2 separate regions of the Mus musculus genome follow, and region 1 is linked to region 2. A link is a contact called in public HiChIP or PLAC-seq data. All regions are on one chromosome and are shown on one strand. The core of a region is the stretch at or near the end of the contact, and the rest is flanking DNA. Distances in the headings are between cores, read along the strand shown.

Region 1 (6,396 bases), core at 1,141-3,640, 65 kb after region 2:
GGTGTTTTAGGGTACCCTTTGGACCTGACAATACATAATGGAAATTTACTTAGCTGTAAAGAAAAAAATGTAATGACGTAATTTGCATGTAAATGCATGGAATTGGGAAAATATATATGGAGGTAACTTGGGTGCAGAAATAAGAACACTTTATAAATGGATGGCATGGCATGGTTAAGGGGAAGGTTTTATTACAGAAATGTGGGAGAGAACAGCTAGAGGCATCTGGAAGAGTCTAGAGCAGGGGGAGGGGTAGGCTGAACATGATCAGCAGACTGAAACTGGGCTTGAGAGAAGCAGGAACAACAGAGATAGATAGATAGATGACTGAGATAGATAGATGATAGAGAGATTGATAGATAGGAAGGAGAGCAGAGGGAAGGAAGTAGGAAAGAAGAGGGTGGGGGAAAGCAGGGGTGGGGTGGGGGGAGAGCATAGCCAAAATAGCAGGGTAAGCCCATGAGCTGGAGACATTTACTGTTGTGGAGGAGGTAAGAAGGGCAGCATGTTGACACGAACTCTGAAATATGTAACAGGTACTTGTGATAATGAGGGAGCCTGGAGGCCAACATGAACTTTGGTATGCTAACACACACCACAAATGGCTTCACAAGTTCCCGAGGAATGCTGGACTTTTGTCTAACCACCAGAATTTGGAGAGATGGAATTTCATTTGGGCCTGACATATCGCACATTTGCATTAATAAAAGCAGATCCTAGCTTGGAGTCTTTAGAGCCACACGCTCGACTTAGAATAGTATAAAAGCCTTACAATTTAAGGACTATTGGGGTGGGGAAGCCCTCAAAAAAATGGCAGATAACTTAATAGTTGTGATATGAAACCAGATGGGGCAGTGGAGTTAGGCATGAAAACAGGAAGCTGTGAATCATGAGAGGGTTAACCTTCACTTTTTTTTTTTTTTTTTTTGGTTTTTCGAGACAGGGTTTCTGTGTAGCCCCGGCTGTCCTGGAACTCACTTTTTAGACCAGGCTGGCCTCGAACTCAGAAATCTGCCTGCCTCTGCCTCCCAAGTGCTGGGATCAAAGGCGTGTGCCACCACGCCTGGCCCTTCACATTTTCTTAATCCAAATCATTTATTCCTCAAAGCTAAGTAGGTGTAATGAGCACAGTAAAACAAAACAAAACAAAACAAAACAAAAAAACATGCATTTTAGATTTGTAAAAATAGCTTAGCCAGGAATTCCACTGAACTCAAGGCTGCACCTGATAACCAAAACCTAGTGGCACCACTTAGATAATTAGACACAGCCCTAGAATCCCGTTGACGCCAGTAGATAGAATGTAAACAGAGATTAAGAGTCTGCCCTGTGGCTGGAGAGTCTCTCCCAGGATCCTGACCCTTAATCAAAGACTGTTAGAGTCGTCTGATACAGGCTGACTCCATGACAGGCTTCAAATTGGCAGTCCAGGAGACTAGGCCTAAGAACTGGGCAAATCCAGGCAAGCCCAGGCAAGTCAGTTACTAGAAAAAAACCCTGGCTTTAGGCAGCTGGTCAGAAACTGCCCTGCCATCAGAAGCTGTCCTGCCACCTGGCCTGAAGCAAGGGCAAAGGGTCAACAACAGTTTCCATCCCCCACACCCTGGTAACGGAATATTCTTAGAGATGGAGCAAGATGAAGGTTATCTATCCCAGAATCCCCTAATGTGCTTAAATCAGGCCTGCGAGCTCACTTGATTGTCTCTGTCTTGGTAATGGGAGACCCCAGCATGCTGGACTTCTGTAGAATAAAACACTCTTTGTGTTTACATACTATTTGAGTCCTAGGTATCATTCCTTGGCGAATCATGGACCCTTATATAACCTTCAGCTAAGATACATCACCCAGTTAAGCAGCCTTAGGGAGATGGCCTTGGGACCATAGGAATTTAGGGCATGAACCTTATGTGATGACCCTCGGCATACTAAAATATAACTTGTGCTATACCAACTATGCCTATCTACCTCCTTGCTCAGGACATTAATACTCACTACTGGAAAACTCTTGTGATCCCATCCCCCACCTTACCCCCAACCCCCATCTTTCATAAAGAGGGCAGAGGATGCAGACACCCCAGAAAGAACACATACAAATTCTTCTCACATTGATTTCAAGTCACTTCTCCATAACACTCATTAAACGGTTGACTTAACACCAACCAGTAAGAAGAAAGAACAGATTACAGCTCTGGGGACCTTCCCTTCAGGTCAGTTAGGAGGGCGCAAACAGGCCAATGTAAACAGAGCGAGTGCGCCTGCGCAGCAGCGCCCGGTCACGTGGCTACGGGCTTTGAGTCCTAGGCGCGCGGTGCCTGGTCCGCAGCATTTAGGGACCGGCTGCAAACTAGGTGGGGGCGGGAATTTTCCTTCCGGGGCGGATTCGGCTGCGCGCTGTTGGGCTCGGGAACGCCCCCGTACCGGTCCAGCGCGGCCTGGCACCGGGGTTCTGCGGCCGACATGGCCCACTGTGGAGCGGGAGGTGCGGCCCCGGTGGCCCTTCTGAGTTCCCCGGGGCATGGCAGGAAGGGGCTGCCCAGGAAGGGGCCCGGGGAGCGGCGCCGGCTGAAGGCGGCGGTGTCGGAGCAGCTCAGCCGCGACGTGCTCAGGTAGGAGGCGGGAGCAGCGCTGCTCACTCCCTCCCCGCCTCGCTGCAGTCTCGCTGGGCGCCTCCCTCCCAAGGAGGCTCAGCCCGACCCAAGGAACCGGTGTCTAGGCACTCAGAAGGAGGACAAAAATTAGACCTACACGATGCGTTGCAACCAGTGTTTCTAAGGTTCACACACCGGCAGTGGCTGTTGCTGAGTTCGGGCTGCGTCCAGACCCTGAAACACATACCATGTCTTTAAAAAGTTGGAAGAAAAATTATTCAATTAGGAAAACGAGTGTTTTCTTGACATGAAGGACCGAACCGTGTGCCTTTAACGGGGCAGCTCAGGGTCACAGCTACCATTAATTCCTCTATGCTCTTAGCAGGGAAGGCATAATTCTGACAGGTGGGCAAGATGAACCCGGCCATCAACTAGTGGGGGAAACACATACTGCTGTACTGAAAATAATTCTGGCAATAGCTCTGCTGTGCAAACCTCCCATCCACCCAAGTGGTCAGACTTGCAGACTCCTGTCTCTATTTAAATTGTTCAAAGTGCAGACTGGGGCTGGAACTCGATTTAAAGATGACGGCATATATGAAAATGCATCTCCTAAGGTGTGTATATAAGTTAGTAAAAATTTACTCAAGGCCAGCTCTTCCTTAGGCATTAATTAGCCATACGCAGACCTGTGATAAGTGCGGGAGTGATTTCTTACTGGGAATGCGTATTCTTTCTATAATAGTGTGGGTGATGAGAACCAAACCCAGGCCCTCTGCAAGAGCAATGCTGCTAACCTCTGGATCATTTCTCTCTTATTGCACAATACTTTCGTTTGCTTATTTGGGTTTCGTTGTTTTGTTTTTTGGGTTGTTTTTTCTCAATGTAGCCCAGACTGTTCAGGAACTCACTCTCTAGACCAGGATCACAGATCAGCCTGCCTCTGCCTGTCATTAGAGGCATCTGCCACCACACCTGGCTTTATTCTACAAATCTTACTGTGAACAACTGTGGAAATTTGGGGATCTTCACGTTGAGCTCATATGTTTATCGGGAAAAAAAGCTGAGGTCCTCTTCTTCATAGTCTTCATAGTCTCATTAATAAAATGATTTTAAAAACAGAGTCAATAGGCAAGCTACATGTCTTATCAGCTGCCTGGAAGCATGGGGAAGAGAAAGCCGTGCCTTTTATATCAGGTCTAAGAAAGCTGGTAGGCTACCCAGTGGAGAACAGCTGCTGTGTGATGTGTGAGCTACTTCCAAAGAACAGTGAGAAAGTCCAGAGTGTATGGGCCAGTGTCTAAAAGAAAAGGATAGAAAGGAAAAGAAAACCTTATGCTTTGAGTTAGGACTCAGAAAAGCAGGCAGGTTTCTGTTGTTAGAGGAGCCCATTTGCCAGTGGTGACTACTCAGACACAGTTTCTAGCCAATTGAAAGTATTTGTTCCTATTGGCTGGGACCTAAGTGTACTCCCAAGCATTTAGGTGAGGGGCTTTTAAAGCCACTTCCCCTGTATTGTGCAGCTGCAGGGGGAATTTTGCACAAGCAAACACTGTAACAGAACTTGAGCAGTTAACTGGAGGGGAGGTCTGCACAGTAGGCAGTTTAACAAAAAAGCTAAATTGGCTGGAATCTGTTGACCTTGGATTCCTACAATAGAGTTGGTTAACTTTTTTGTGGGATTCTCTATCAAGGAAACCAAATGTTAGTTAAACCTGAAATGGCCTCAGCAAGAATATGAGATGGAGGAGCCTCTGCGCTGTCTTGCGCTGTCACAATGTCATCATGCTGCAAGTGGCTGCACTGAAGGATGGGCTTCTGGGGAGGAAAAGTATATTATCTCAATATTCCTTCTGGGGGTTGTGCATTCTTAAAGGTACCACTTGCTACCTGGATTATCATACAATTTCTCCACAGAAGTTACCTTGCTTAACTAGCACATGAAGCTAATGTCAGCTTAGTATACAATCCAGTTCAGATGAGATTAAAGTATTGAGATTTATGATAAAAAGCCAAGGTCATATAAGTAGATTTGAGCCTGTCCTGGTTAGTTTTATGTTAATCCGACACAAGCTAGAGTCATAGGAAAGAAACTCAATTGAGAAAATGCCTCTCCAAGATCCAGCTGTAAACATTTTCTTAATTATTGTTTGGGGAGGGTCCCGCCCATTGAGGGTGGTGCCACCCCGGGCTGGTGGTCCTGCACTCTATAAGAAAGGCTGAGCAAGGCAGCAAGCAGTTCCCTTCTGTGGCCTATGCATCAGCTCCTGCCTCCAGGTTCCTGTCCTGATTGAGTTCCTGTGCTCACTGCTTTTTAGTCCATAGAACTGAGTAAAATAAACCCCCTTTCTTCCCCAAGTTGCTTTGGTCGTGGTGTTTCACCACAGCAATATTAGTCCTAACTAAGGCAGATTGTTTTATCTTGAAGATATTTGTGGTTATGGCAGACAAAATGACAGAATGTGAAGGTAGATAGGTTAAGACTGTAGATTATAATAGGGCATTCTTGTGTACTTAAATATTTGGGATGGATTCTGAGGGTAGTTCAGAGAACTGTTGGTGTTTCTAAAAAAACAAACAAAACAAAACAAAACAAAAACCAACCAACCAAACAAGAAATAGAATTAACATTGAGATCTTGACTTTGGGAAAAGAGAAATTAGAAACAAACAAGCCAGGTAAGAGATTTTATGGTAGCTGAGGGCTACATGCTGGCAGTGGAAATGGAAAAGTTACAGGTTTGTTGAGTGAATATATGTGGGCGAGCCGAGACAGGGAAGAACAGGAAACAGCTCCAAATCCTAGGACAGTTGAAAAAGAAGTATATATGAGTATTCGGGAGGCTGTATCCTGACGACAACTAGACGTGCATCTGAAGAGATGAGCTGAAGAGAGCTCAGACAAGCAAGTACAGATGAAGGATTGGTGGCATCACCAGAGCCCAGGTTATCTATCCAGACCAGAGATTGTTCACCTTCACTCCTACATCCAGCCAACGCCAGTTACTACCCACACGTGTTTTCATTTCCTCCTCTCTGCCATCATGGACCCCACCTAGCTCAGGCTCCTGGCATCATCTGTTTGTACTGTAAGGTGGTTTGTCCTCCTCGCTTCAAGTCCCGCTTTACCCAGCTAACGGCTGATAATTTGCCTGTTAGTTGGCTCTCCTCTTCTAGGGTCTGTATACGTTCTTTGCCTCTTTTTCACCTTCATGTCTGCAACTGCAGAGTCAGATAGGAGGATGTGGGGTTCGGCTTTAAAAGCCCCTTGCTCTTTCCCACACCCAATCTGCACACCCCCCCCCCCCCCCCCCCCGTGGATCAGTTGGTTTGCCTTTCGGAGCGAAGCCAGGAGCTCCCTTTCCCGTTGTTTTTGTAACCGATGCTTAAACGTCTTTAAAGATCACACTTAGTAAATGTATTTTTCAATTTGATCTTTTTTTTTTTTTTTTTTTTTTTTTACTTAGTCACTTTACATCCCACCCAGTGCCTCCTTCCCAGTCACACCCTCCAACAATCATTCCCCTCAACTACCCCGCTTCTTCTCTGAGCTGGTTGGGGCCTTCTGCTTATACCCACATGCTGACACTTCAAATCTCTGCAAGGCTAGGTGCTTCCAATCCCAGCAAGGCCAGACAAGGCAGCTCAGCTAGTAGAACATATCCCTCATATAGGTAACAGCTTTTGGGATAGCCCCTGCTCCAGTTGTTTAGGACCCACATGAAGACCAAGCCTGCACATCTGTTAAATACGTGCGGAGGCCTAGGTCCAGCTTGTGTATGTTCTTTGTTTGGTGGTTCAGATTCTGA
Region 2 (5,904 bases), core at 3,246-5,745:
GATCTTTGAGTTTAGTAAGGATATCAGATATCTCACTTATAATAAATGCATCCTCTGTACCCTCGCAGATAAATAAGTAACTTGTGTTTCTCTTGTGGTAGATTCTCGGTGATTTCACCTGAGCCCCAAGGAGCTACACTTAGGGCTCTTACGCTGGTGTAATTGGTGCCATGTCTGAAACCTTGAGCTCTGTTTGTGACTTCCTTTTTAAATGCTCCCTGGAGCTTCTTACAGTCAAAGAACACACTTGGTTTTTGCCTGAACATAATCCAAAGTGGAGTTTCTGAATGGGTGTTTACATCCTGAACAAAGAAGTTTGGAGAAATAACTTTTCTCATTTAAACAGAAGTTGACTAATTTAAATAGGGCAAACTCGGTGACTTTAAGAGATTTGTATTAAAAGCATTCTTTTGAAATGAGCCTTTTCTTCCCCCCCCCCCCCATTAGCCCCAGTGGTATTATTTTCTTTCCTTGAAAAATAATAAAAAGATACATTTAGGGTGTCTGCCATGATTTTGATGTATGTATGCATCTTAAAAACAGTTCAGTCACTTACATTAACATGTCTACCACTATATATTTCTGTGTTAAAACACTTAAAAGCTATTACCAACCATAGTCACTTTATAACAGGGCTCCTGAACTTGGCCTTTCATCTGCCTGAAAGCTTTACCTGTGACTGAAGCCCCGTGGCCAGGGAACCGAGGCCTCTTGGTTCTTAGTTTCACTTCTAATATAGAAAACCTGTAACTTGGTAGGGCTTTTCTGTTAAGATTACAAATGTTGAAATAATTATCTATATACATTTTCAGAAATATTTCCTAAATTTACTGGAGTAAAACAGAATGATTTACCTCCAAAAGAAAATATAAAGGTAAGTTGAATCTTTAACCTCAGCATTGAAAGCAGGGTGTGTGTTGTAACAGCTAGTGTAGTGGTAATGTAGTAGTGACTTTCTCGACAATGTTTTATGTGGAGGGGAGGTCGGTGGGCATAGTTTAGCACATAAATCGTGTCCACACTGAGGAAGCAGAGGAAAGACAACCACAGATTTAGGCTAGCTTGAGTTATATAGCAAGAGACTCAAAAAGAAAAAAAAAATAAAACATTTATTTTGTTTATATTAAAAAGTCACTGTTTTCAATCATTAACTAGGTGTTCAAAGACTTCCTCTCAAAGGCTGTTGACTAGAGAAATGACTTGGCTTCCTCCTTCTAATAAATACAACTACTGTATAAGCCAAGCGGTTAAGTAGAACAAGTTTTAGAAACTTCAGTTCAACCTAAGGCTGTGAATACAGAGGAACTGCCTTGGTACAGAAAATGGAGTGTGAGGGGTCCTATGTAAAATTTCTAAACAAAAATTAGGAGGAGAGTCAGGACTCCAGAGATCCAAGTTCTTAGGCATCCAACAAGGTATTTACTCTTCCTAGACCTTGATCCTCTCACCTGCAGAGTCTGCCCTAGCAGGACTCTGTGTGTGTGTGTGTGTGTGTGTGTGTGTGTGTGTGTGTGTGTGTGTGTGTGTGTGACTTAAGGTGTAATGCATTTTCAGAAGGTACCATTAAAGCATCGTTAGTCTGCTGCTTATGTCTTGTGTTCCAGATCTCTTAATTATGCTTTTGTGTGGTTAGAGGTCTGAAGGATAATTTAATCTTTGTCTAGCAGATACAATCTTCTGTGCAAGACATAACCTCTGCTGAAGCTCCCCTTGCTCAGCAGAGCACAGCACCATGCGGAGCCCCAGGGAAGCACTCCCAGCAGATGCTTGGTTGCCAAGTGACACAGCATCTGCAGGCCACAGAGAACACTGCATCTGTGCAGACTCAGCCTCTTTCAGGTAAGAAACACAAGTCAGCCATTCTGGCTGAGAAATGGACTCTGTAGTCCACATGTGTCTGGAGGCACGTGTGGGGACACAATGGTGTTGTCAGTGTTACACACCCAAGCATCACTGAATGAGCCAGGTCCCAGGAAACTGCTTTATATACATGAGCACTCCTAATATTTGTGTATCTATACTCAATTTGTTAGAGTGTATAGATGATGAAAAATCTCTTTTACTACCCAAGTTTAACCATATTCTAGCTACTTGGAAAATGCTGCTCTACCACCATGTGGAAAGCAAGCTGCAGTGGTGTGGAGAGAACAAAGCAGGTTTTGTTTTCCTTTGTCAGAGTTGCAGCTCCTCCAGCCTCTCCCTGACCTCACTATGTACCCAGGGAAGGCCTTGAGCTGATCCAGCCTGGGAAGGGCACTGGGGTCTTGATGCTCTTGTTGCCGCTGGTGTTGGGCTCCATGCTACTCTGCTTTGTCTGTAACTCAAATTACAGCTCATCCTTGAGGAGAAGAAAATGGAGATCAAGAAAAACATGGATGGGGACTAGGCTTGTAGCTCAGTGGTAGATTGTATTGTTGGCATATATGAGGTCTCTGGTTTATTTCCCAGTACCCACCACCCTCCAAAATACAAAAGGCCCTACAAACCAGAGAGAAAGAGGCAGGTGCAGATTGTCGAGCCAGCTAAGGCAGGGTGAATTGTGTCCAGAGGGAGAGCATTTGCATCCTGTGAGAAGAATAAGAAGAACATGTAGCTGTCCTAGGTCACAGTTTCTTTCTCAGACTACCATAGCATTTCAACTTTTAATTTTTATGCAACAAGGAACTTCAAACAGAAACATGTCAAACAAACAAAAAGACACCCTCACCCCCCCCCCCTGCAAAAAAGAAAAAAAAAAAAAGAACTACAATACTTTAGGGGATGAGGGAGTAGCTTATTGGTAAAACACTTGCCTGACAGGCATGAGCCTGAGGTTCAGAACCCAGCACTGGGCAAAACAGCAATAAAAAGTTTATAAAGAAAAAATTTGCTGCTTACTAAATTGTGGGTTAAGTTGAAGATACTCTGATTAGTCAGTACCATGGAAGAAAGCTGAGTTTGTCGTCTAAGTCAAAGTTACTACAACCAAAACTAATGCTATGAGCATAGGAAGGTAGTTTTGTAGCAGAAGGTGTAAGGCTTGAGAGGAGATAACCTAACAGCTGGACGGGAAGTACGAGGTAGAGCTCATTTGGCTATGCAGCTGGGTGAGTAAAAGCAGAAATGGGTATCTGGGACTAAAGAGTCTAACATCACTTAAGCATTGCCACAAGCGATTAAGATAAAATGGATGTAATTTAGGAAACCACGAGAAGGAAGGAAGGAAGGAAGGAAGGAAGGAAGGAAGGAAGGAAGGAAGGAAGGACAGAAGGAAGGAAGGAAGGAAGGAAGGAAGGAAGGAAGGAAGGAAGGAAGGAAGGAAGGAAGGACAGAAGGAAGGAAGGAAGGAAGGAAGGAAGGAAGGAAGGAAGGAAGGACAGAAGGAAGGACAGAAGGAAGGAAGGAAGGAAGGAAGGAAGGAAGGAAGGAAGGAAGGAAGAAATAAATATGCAAACTAAGAAGAGTAGTTCTAGGAAAGAAAATGTCAGTAAAGAGATTAACAAATCAAAGCACTGGTCCTGATGCTGCACTGCAGCGTGAGGCTTGTCTAAGCTGGAAGTTTGAGGCCATCCTGATCTTAAAAGAAGAAGAGGAAAAATTAGAAAGACAGGAGACAAAAAGGAAGGAGAGGTAATGAGAGGAGAGAGGGCTGAGAAGGGCCACCACCTGGGCCACTGGCTGCAGAGGCTGCAGTGGACACAGGGACAGAGGGGTCTAAACAGACACTGGCTGCAGAGGCTGCAGTGGACACAGGGACAGAGAGGTCTAAACGGACAGCAGAAGCGCTGCTCTTCCAAGCTTACGTAGGAGTTGTAGCAGCCAGGGTTCTACAAACTGCGTAGACCCTGGTGGATGCCTCAGTGAGGCCAAGGGGAAATAGCTGGGTTATTAACACAAAGACAGAACTTTTTAAAGCAGCCATGAGAGTTATTTTTTTCAGTTGGAAAGGTCCGAATGTTCAAAGGCATTAATAAAGCCCGAGCCAAGTAGGAAGAACCTGCTGCTGTCTAGCGTGCGATTGTGAGCGAGCAAGTGGGGAGATGGTGGCGCCCTTGAAAAGAAGGAAGAGGCTAGAGCGGCGTCTAGATTCCCACTTAACCCTGGCCTTGGCAAGGCAAGCCTGATGCCTAAACCTTCAGAAAGGGGCACCCTGCTGTGGACATCTGAGCTGGACACTGCAGCAGATAAGACTTCCCTGTATGCATTTAGACTGAGCAGTCTGGATGGAAGAACAGAATGTTCAAAAACTTTTAAGAAACTGACCTCAACATGACTGGTTTGATCAACAGGAAATGTAGAAATAAGTATGAACAGGTCGGCAGGGCAGATCACAGAGACCCTAGCAGCTGAAAGGCTTTGGTCTTGGGTGAGAGTGCAGTTAGTAGAAAGCTGATGGAGCTCTGAGCAAAGACGGTGCTTAGGGCAGTTAAACTTCCTGTAAAGGGAGGCTAGGGGTAGCTCTTGTAGAGCAGAAGAGGAGACAATGAGATGTTGTGGTGAGTGCTCCAAAGAGAAAAAAATAAAAGGTTGAAAGACTCTTCTCAGGCAGGCTGAGCACTGCACCCACAAGGCACTTGTGCTGTGTTAGTTATGGTAGGTGGGCCAGCATCGGTTCATGGGAAGGAAGCTCGCAAGGACTAGAGGTGAGGACTCCAGAGAAAGGAGAGCTATGGTATTTGATGTGTCAAGTGATAACTTTTGTGGTCGTGCTGCTCCCAGTTGGACCCTTCCTGCCATCCTAGGCTTCGATGACCCTGTTCTCTTGATTGTCCCACCTCTCTGAATGTTTCCTGCAGTCACCTTTTGGTATGACTGCCTTTAGATAAGGTTGATTGATAGCTTTAACTTTTGTTTTCTTTTGAGACAGGATTGTGCTATGTATATAGCCCACATATTCTCAAACTCATAATCCACCTACCTCAGCGTCCCAAGTGCTGGGGAAACAGGTGCGTGTCACTGCCCCCAGCCAGCTGCTTCCCTTCCTACTTAACCACAGAGCTTCCCACCCAGCCTTGCTGAACAAGTCCTGATCTTCCCCTCAAAGCAGTGTGCTGACCACAGTGAGTCTCGATAGCATGAGACGGAAAGGCTGAGAGACAACCTGATGTAGACTGCATCTGGGAAATCTCTGGGTTTTTTTTTGTTTTTTGTTTTTTCTGTTACTTGCACAATTCAAATGTACCTGGCCCCAGGCATACTTATACAACACTAGAGCATCTTTATTTAAACATCAAGTAACCATTGCAAACCATGTGAAAACAAAATTCTCACTTTTCCTTTTTTGGGTTTTTGAGACAGGGTTTCTCTGTGTAGTCCTGGCTGTCCTGGAACTCACTCTGTAGACCAGGCTGGCCTCGAACTCAGAGATCTGCCTGCCTCTGCCTCCCAAGTGCTGGGATTAAAGGCATACCCGGCCAAATACCCACTTTTCAATCCCCAGATTTTAAAAAGGGTTTTACTTATTATTTTAATTCTTATGTCATATGTGTGTTGTCTGCATGCTTGTCTATGCACCATGTACATGCCTGAAGCCCACAGAGGCTGGAAGACAGGCTTAGCTCCTCTAGAACTAGAGTTATGGATGGTTGTACATCATGTGTGGGTGATGGGAACTGAAAAACAGCCAGTGCCACCTCTGCAGCCTTTCAACATCCAGATCCTAATCTTCCCCTTTTATTTAGTGATAGCAACACTGCTACCTCTTATCAACAAGTTGAGAATCATTCTAGAGTTTCTACTTTCCACACAGACTCTCCTTCCTGCCTAAGTCTGGTGGCAGCTCAGAAGGGTTGTAGTTCTGAACTTTGCTTTCCATTCCACGTGAGTTTAAGAAGTGCACGCGTGTTGAGTGTCCGGGATCTTGTGAAGTTTGGGTGTGTTGGGCTGTCCAGGGTTTAAACGTAAGATCTGTTCTTTAACCCACAC

What was found. HiChIP or PLAC-seq counts read pairs in DNA pulled down with a chosen protein or histone mark.
Region 1: a contact with region 2 is called in an H3K4me3 HiChIP or PLAC-seq map of the SCID.adh cell line, with 9 read pairs. The contact joins the promoter of Btbd8 here to the enhancer-like site in region 2. A contact is called at or near these places in 1 of 39 promoter capture datasets (macrophages), 10 of 484 Hi-C or Micro-C datasets (double positive thymocytes, embryonic fibroblasts, granulocyte-monocyte progenitors and 6 more), 3 of 115 datasets of contacts at active chromatin or transcription factors (the SCID.adh cell line, bone marrow-derived macrophages and embryonic stem cells) and 3 of 9 other capture datasets (adipose tissue, liver and pancreatic islet).

Annotation. Positions count from the first base shown.
Region 1 is chr5:107,435,540-107,441,935 of GRCm38.p6, forward strand. It overlaps Btbd8 (BTB (POZ) domain containing 8), which reads left to right and starts at 2,391. Exons shown (of 18, transcript NM_001378266.2): 1 at 2,391-2,606. The coding sequence starts at 2,458.
Region 2 is chr5:107,368,491-107,374,394 of GRCm38.p6, forward strand. Brdt (bromodomain, testis-specific) reads left to right here. Exons shown (of 19, transcript NM_054054.2): 14 at 813-874; 15 at 1,665-1,839. It overlaps Gm17202 (a long non-coding RNA gene), which reads right to left. Exons shown (of 5, transcript XR_389494.4): 5 at 2,129-2,565. Among named protein-coding and RNA genes, the nearest start is that of Ephx4, 32 kb to the right of the region's middle. Within about 2 kb of position 4,496, at least 27 of the 459 cell types and tissues checked have an H3K27ac peak or open chromatin away from gene starts, as enhancers often do. A contact at or near this core is called in the SCID.adh cell line, double positive thymocytes, pre-pro-B cells and 1 more, where this site is marked.